Linked DNA regions of Anas platyrhynchos: region 1 is linked to region 2. Evidence: chromatin contacts called from public Hi-C data. All regions are on one chromosome and are shown on one strand. The core of a region is the stretch at or near the end of the contact, and the rest is flanking DNA. Distances in the headings are between cores, read along the strand shown. Region 1 holds the start of PTRHD1 (peptidyl-tRNA hydrolase domain containing 1). Region 2 holds the start of NCOA1 (nuclear receptor coactivator 1).

Region 1 (2,907 bases), core at 259-2,758, 150 kb before region 2:
TCCTCACCCAGAGCAGCAGAGGGGCTTTGTCTGATGTCCCCATACCCTAAATTTGCCCTGAAACACAGCGTGGCGGGGCGAGCCAGGGCATAAAGTCCTCGTCTCAAGCACTTTATGGTGTGTTCCTGGGCGAGGGCACACTTTGAGGACAGCATACATCACCCCCCGCAGCAGCAGCTCACCGTCCTCTGAGTTTGATTTCCCTTTCTCCATCTCCCTCCAAGCCTTGGGTAAGAGTGGGAACGCAGACGTCATCCCTCCTTCTTCCCGGGAGGCGGCTTCCTCACGGGGCCTCTTCTTCCTCGCGCTGCTGGAAGGGGGCTCCGAGAAGTCCTGGAGCTGGTCGGGCTCCGAAATTGGGGCACGAGGATGTCCTGGGGGCTGAAAGGGACGGTTAGAAGCCACCCAACCCCATAAGGAACCCTCCCGTGAGCGCAGGCAGGGACAAGATTCGACACCCCAAGCCCAGGGGGGTGACAGGAGTTAATGGGATGAAGAGGGGCTGGGTGGTCTGGGGCCACCAAATTTGGCGGGGGGGTACACACCCAAGGGTTGGGAGGGGAATGGGGGGGGATGTGGGGGTCAGGGAGACACAGGGCAGCCTGGAGAGCCCCAGTAATGGGGGTGTGGGGGTCAAGGGCGTATAGGGTATCCCAGGGACACCCCCCAAAAGAGGGCTGGGAGGGGTCAGGGGGACACGAGGTGACCCAGGGACCCCCATCAAGGGGTTTGGGAGTGTCAGAGGGACACAGGGTGGCCAGGGGATGCCCCCCAAGAGGTTTGGGGGGGGTCAGTGGGACAAAGGGTGTCCTGGGGACTCCAACTGATGGGGATGTGGGGGTCAGGGGGACATGGGGCAACCCGGGAACACCCCCAAGGGATTTGGGGGGTGGTCAGGAGGACACAGGGCAGCACAGGGACCCCCATTGAGGGGATTTGGGGGGGGCAGGGGGACACAGGGTGGCCAGGGGACACCCCCTGAAAGGTTTTGGGGGGGGTCTGAGGGACATGGGACAATCCAGGGACCCCCATTAAGGGGATTGGGGGCGTCAGGGGGACAAAGGGGAGCCCAAAGGGTTTGGGGGGGGGGGCTCAGGGGGACTCGGGGCCGCCCCCTGAGGCGATTTGGGGGGGGCAGGGGGCGGCCTGGGGGTACCCCCAAGACATTTGGGGGGCTCAGGGGGACACGGGGCGGCCCGGGGACCCCCAGAGATGGCGAAATAGGAGTCAGGGGCAACCCAGTGACACCCCCTCGAGGCGTTTTGGGGGATTTTAGGGGATTTTGGGGGGGTTTTAGGGGGTTAAAGGGACCCCCCCTGCCCCCTCCCCCCCCCTTTCCCTCTCACCCCGCTCAAACTCCGCGCTCAGACCCCACCGGAACTACGTCACTCCCCTTCCTCTTTTTGCCGTACAACAAAATGGCGGCGCCCTCTGCTCTCTACCCCCCAGCACGCGCCGCCATGTTCCCCCTTTCCTTCTATGAGCCTGCGCGCTGCCGTACAACAACATGGCGGCGCCCGGAGCGGCGGGGGCGGCGGCGCTGGTGCAGTACGTGGTGCTGCGGGGCGACCTGGCCCGCTCGTGGCCGCTGGGCGCGGTGGTGGCCCAGGCCTGCCACGCCGTCCTGGCGGCCGCCCACGCTCACGGCGGCCACCCGGACACGGCCGCCTACCTGGAGCTGGGCGGCGCCATGAGGACGGTGGTGCTGGAGGTGCGCGGGGCATGTCGGGAAAGGGGCGCCCGCCGCGCTGAGGGGGAGCCGCGGCCGCCATTTTGAGGCGGTGCCTGGGGGACCCCCGCACCCCTCAGCAGCGCTCCCTGGGGGCCCCCCCGACCCCAAAACTCGGTCCTCGGGGACCCTCAGGGATCCCCCGACCCCAAGCTCGGTCCTCGGGGACCCCCCGGGACCCCCCGACCCCCAGGCTCGGTTTTGGGACCCCCCCAGGCTCCCCTCAGCAGTGCTGGGTCGGTGGGCGTGGGGGGGGAGAGGGGTTTGTGGTAGCCCGATGAGGAGTTTTTTGGGGAAAAAAAGGGTGTTTTGGGGGTGTAGTGGTTGTGTGGGTTCCAAACTTGCTGTTGGTGGTGGTCACTGTGGTAACATAAAGGAAAAAATGTGGGTGTGGGGCACAAATCCCGTGAGGAGAGGCTGAGGGGGCTCAGGGTGTTTAATCTGGAGCAGAGGAGGCTGAGGGGGGGCCTCGTTGCTCCCTAAAACCACCTGAAAGGAAGGGGCAGGGAGCTGGGGGCGGCCTCTGCTCACAGATAAACAGCGATGGGAGCAGAGGGAATGGCCTCGAGTTGTGCCAGGGGAGGTTCAGGTGGGAAATGAGGAGACATTTCTGTCAGAAAGAGCAGCCAGGCACTGGGACGGGTTGCCCAGGGAGGTGGTGGAGTCCCCGTCCCTGGGGGTGTTCAAGGAGAGCGTTGGATGTGGTGCTTGGGGACAGGGTTTGGTGGTGACATTGGTGGTAGGGGGTGGTTGGAGCAGATGATTTGGATGATTTCCAACCTTAACAATTCAATATTTCTCTGTGGTTCTTACAGGCGTTTTCCACCCCAAATTTCACTGCATTTTTTTTCTCTTCCCCAGGCTCCGGACGAGGCCGCCCTGACGGTGCTGGCAGAGACCCTGAAGCAGCACAGCATCGACCACCAAGTGTGGACTGAGCAGCCCGAGAACGTTCCCACCTGCCTGGCGCTCAGACCCTACCCCAAGGACCAAGTGCACCAGCACCTGAAGAAGTTCAAATTGCTGAAGTGATCCCTGCTCCGGCTGCGGGTGGCCGTGGGCAGCTCTCCTCCTGAATCAGAGCTTAGATTGCCCCCCGACAGGCTCTAGGAATAAAGCTGCTGCGTCTCCGGAGCGCTGCTAGCGCTCATCAGCCTTGTGGGATAACGGTTAAAAAG
Region 2 (2,837 bases), core at 35-2,534:
GGCACGGCAGAGGGTGATGGGCACCCAAAGTCACTGCCTGCCTTTAAGGGGGGGGTGTCGGCCATTCCCCCCAAAACCCAGCACGCCACAGCAGACCTGTTTCAGCCCGAAATCACCCCAAAACCCCCCCTGATACCTCCGAACCACCTCCAGCCTCCCCCAACCCCCCCCAAAAAAACCCTGGCGGCGCCCAACTCCCTCACCCAAAAAACCCTCTGGAGGGAGGGGGGGGGGGGAGACCAGCCTCTGGGGGGGGACAGCCTCAATTTTGGGGGGTAAAGGAGGAAATTTGGGAAATTTGGGGCTGGGGGGGGGGAATTGAGGAGGATGCGGCGGGCGAACAAAGAGCTGTCACCGCCAGCAGCGCCGCCGAGGCCTCCCCAAAGGGGGGGGTCCGAGGTTCACCCCCATCCCCGTGTCCCCCCCCCCCCCCCAAAAAAAAAGAGGCCGGCGCCCTCCTTTTCCCTTCAGCCATCTTTCCCCGGGACGTGGAAATTAGGAGGGCTCGAAAACTGCTCCTCCACTTTATTTTCCTCAACTTTTAGCATTAAATCTTCCAAAAAAGAAAGGAAAGGGGGGGAGGTGGATGAAGGGGAAAGGGGGGGGGAGGCTCGCTGCCTCACAACCCCCCCCCCCTTGTGGTATATCGGCCCCCACAGCCGCCATAGCAGCCCTGTAGGGGGGGGTGTGCAGGGGGGAGGCCGTGCCTCCACCATCCTCCCCCTCTTCTTCTCCCCCCCCCAGCCATGACAGCTGCCTGGGGGGAGGCTCCCGAAGGGGCAGTCCCTGGAGTGTGTGTGTGTGTAAATTTGTGTCCCCCCCCCCCCTCAACCCCAAATCCCGGCCTCCAGCCGGACACACCCCCGCCTGCGCGGCGGGGCAGCGGCGTGCCCCGGCCTCCCTCCCTCCCTTCTTCTTCTTCTCCCTCCTTCTCCTTCTCCCTCCTCCTTCCCTCTTGCCGCCCCCACTCACCTGCCCGCCCGGCTGACAGCAGCCTCCGGCCTCTCTCTTCCCCCACCACCGCCACCCCCGCCGGTCGCTCAAGGCGACAGCGACTCCCCCGGCCGAGACGGCGGGGGCGGCCCCGGGGAAGGGGAGGCTGCGGCTCTTCGGCTGAGAGGAGGACGACGAGGAGGAATTATGGAGGGAAGGGAACGGAGGCTGGCTTGTTGCTGGGGGCCCCGCTTCCCCCCGCTTAGCGCGGGGCTCCCGGCCACCCGGGGCCCCTTGCCTCGGCGGCGCGGTGGAGGCTGCGGGGCTCCGCCGCTCGCTCAGCCCTCCCGGCGGGACGGGGCGGAGCTGGGCATGGAGGACGAGGGGGGTGGCGTCGCTGGAAGCCGCCTCCTTCTCCTCCTTTCTCCTCCTCCTCCTCCTCCTCCTCCTCCCTCAGCCGCCATCTTGGCGCCCCCCCCAGCCCCATGGCGCCGAGGCGCCCCTGGGCTGAGGGAAGGGGGTGAGGGGGGAGCCGGGCGCCATCTTAGCAGCGGGCATGGCGCTGAGGGGCTGAGCCCCGCTCTGTGTGTGCCTCAGGTGTTTCGCTACCTCCGTCTGCCCCGCCACCACAAACCATCTTTATGTCTTTAGTAGCACAAAGCTCAACCACTTCATCCTCCACACGCCCTCCCAGCCCAGCCTCATCCTCCGTTAACTCCCCACAGAGCCCCATGGAGGCTTTCACCTCCCTCCTGCTCGCCAGCATGGTGCCACGAGTCGCCCGCCAGCTTCGCTTTCCCCATCTTCATCCCCTGCTTCAAGGACGAGCTGATGGCCGCCCTACGTCTTGAGTTAGCCTTGCTCTCCTCTGAGGCGCCGAAATACCTCTATTTTCGCTTGGCACTGAAATAAAAAGTTTAGTGAGGGGTCCGGGCTGACAGGCAGCCCCGCGCAGACCTCCCCGCGCTCAGTCTCATCTGAAGCATTTTTTTTCTGCTGTTTCCACCTCAAAGTGCTGCAAGTGGAACAGCCGCAATTGCTCCATCAACTGTTCCCTCGCATCCTGGCTGCGCGGTGTTACATTATTCATCGTCTCTGTGGAGCTGCGAAATCCCCAAACACCTTCCGTGTCACGAGGCAAAACAACTCAATGGGCTGAATGGTTAAAATAAACCAGAGCTTCAGGTGGCTCGTTTTCCTCCGTGGGGGCTCTTTATTCCCCGGGGCCTTGAAGAGTGCGTTTGTTACAACCAAACAAATTGGCCTTGAAAGGCCCAGTCAAACACACGAGATCGCAAATCCACCCGGCGTAGTCACCCCCATCGACGTCTGATCCGGATTTCGGCTTCTTTTCGGGGGGACCCACGCGGTTACCTCGGAGCTTTTCTGCTTCCCAAGGGGAAAACCCCCGTGCAGGCGTGCATTTCATAACTGCCTCATTATCTCCTGAACAGGATGGGCAGGCTGAGCCTGAATTAACTCTTTGGAAGGTAAAGGGCCAGGGGACATTGATTGTGTTCGTTGTTTTCCCTCATTTGGGCATCAAGAGGACTTTTTCTGGGCTAATTCATACCAGAATGGCTATCTGCAGGTCTATTTGTATCTAAAATGCTATGTATTTTGTCCACCTTAAGCTAGGCAAGTGATTCATGATTTATTTTTTATTTTTTTTAAAGGATTTCAGGCCTGTACGTGTCCATGAAAGCACTGAAACGAGTGGGAAAACGCTGAAGAAAAACACAAAGCGAAGTAGCGACCCGTGATGGTGCACCCAGGCCGAATTCCCTGCGGCAGAGCCCACGCTGCCTGCGAGGTGACGAGGGAATATTCCTGATTCCTCTTTAATTGCATACTTCGCAGGGGCTGAGGCAACGCTCGCTGCCGCTGCATGCTGCTGCATGACC

The links. A called contact is a pair of places that touch in the nucleus more often than the background predicts.
Region 1: a Hi-C map of subcutaneous adipose tissue shows a contact between it and region 2, with 4 times the contacts expected there. The contact joins the promoter of PTRHD1 here to the promoter of NCOA1 in region 2. A contact is called at or near these places in 7 of 8 Hi-C or Micro-C datasets (F1 follicle, F5 follicle, liver and 3 more).

What each region holds. Positions count from the first base shown.
Region 1 is chr3:119,294,353-119,297,259 of IASCAAS_PekinDuck_T2T, reverse strand. It overlaps PTRHD1 (peptidyl-tRNA hydrolase domain containing 1), which reads left to right and starts at 1,508. Exons shown (of 2, transcript XM_027455463.3): 1 at 1,508-1,711; 2 at 2,591-2,907. The coding sequence starts at 1,508. The coding sequence ends at 2,761. It overlaps CENPO (centromere protein O), which reads right to left and starts at 1,479. Exons shown (of 7, transcript XM_027455461.3): 1 at 1,347-1,479; 2 at 183-381. The coding sequence starts at 255.
Region 2 is chr3:119,147,978-119,150,814 of IASCAAS_PekinDuck_T2T, reverse strand. NCOA1 (nuclear receptor coactivator 1) reads right to left here and starts at 1,284. Exons shown (of 22, transcript XM_038177351.2): 1 at 973-1,284. It overlaps LOC140002278 (a long non-coding RNA gene), which reads left to right and starts at 1,485. Exons shown (of 3, transcript XR_011808646.1): 1 at 1,485-2,423; 2 at 2,610-2,837.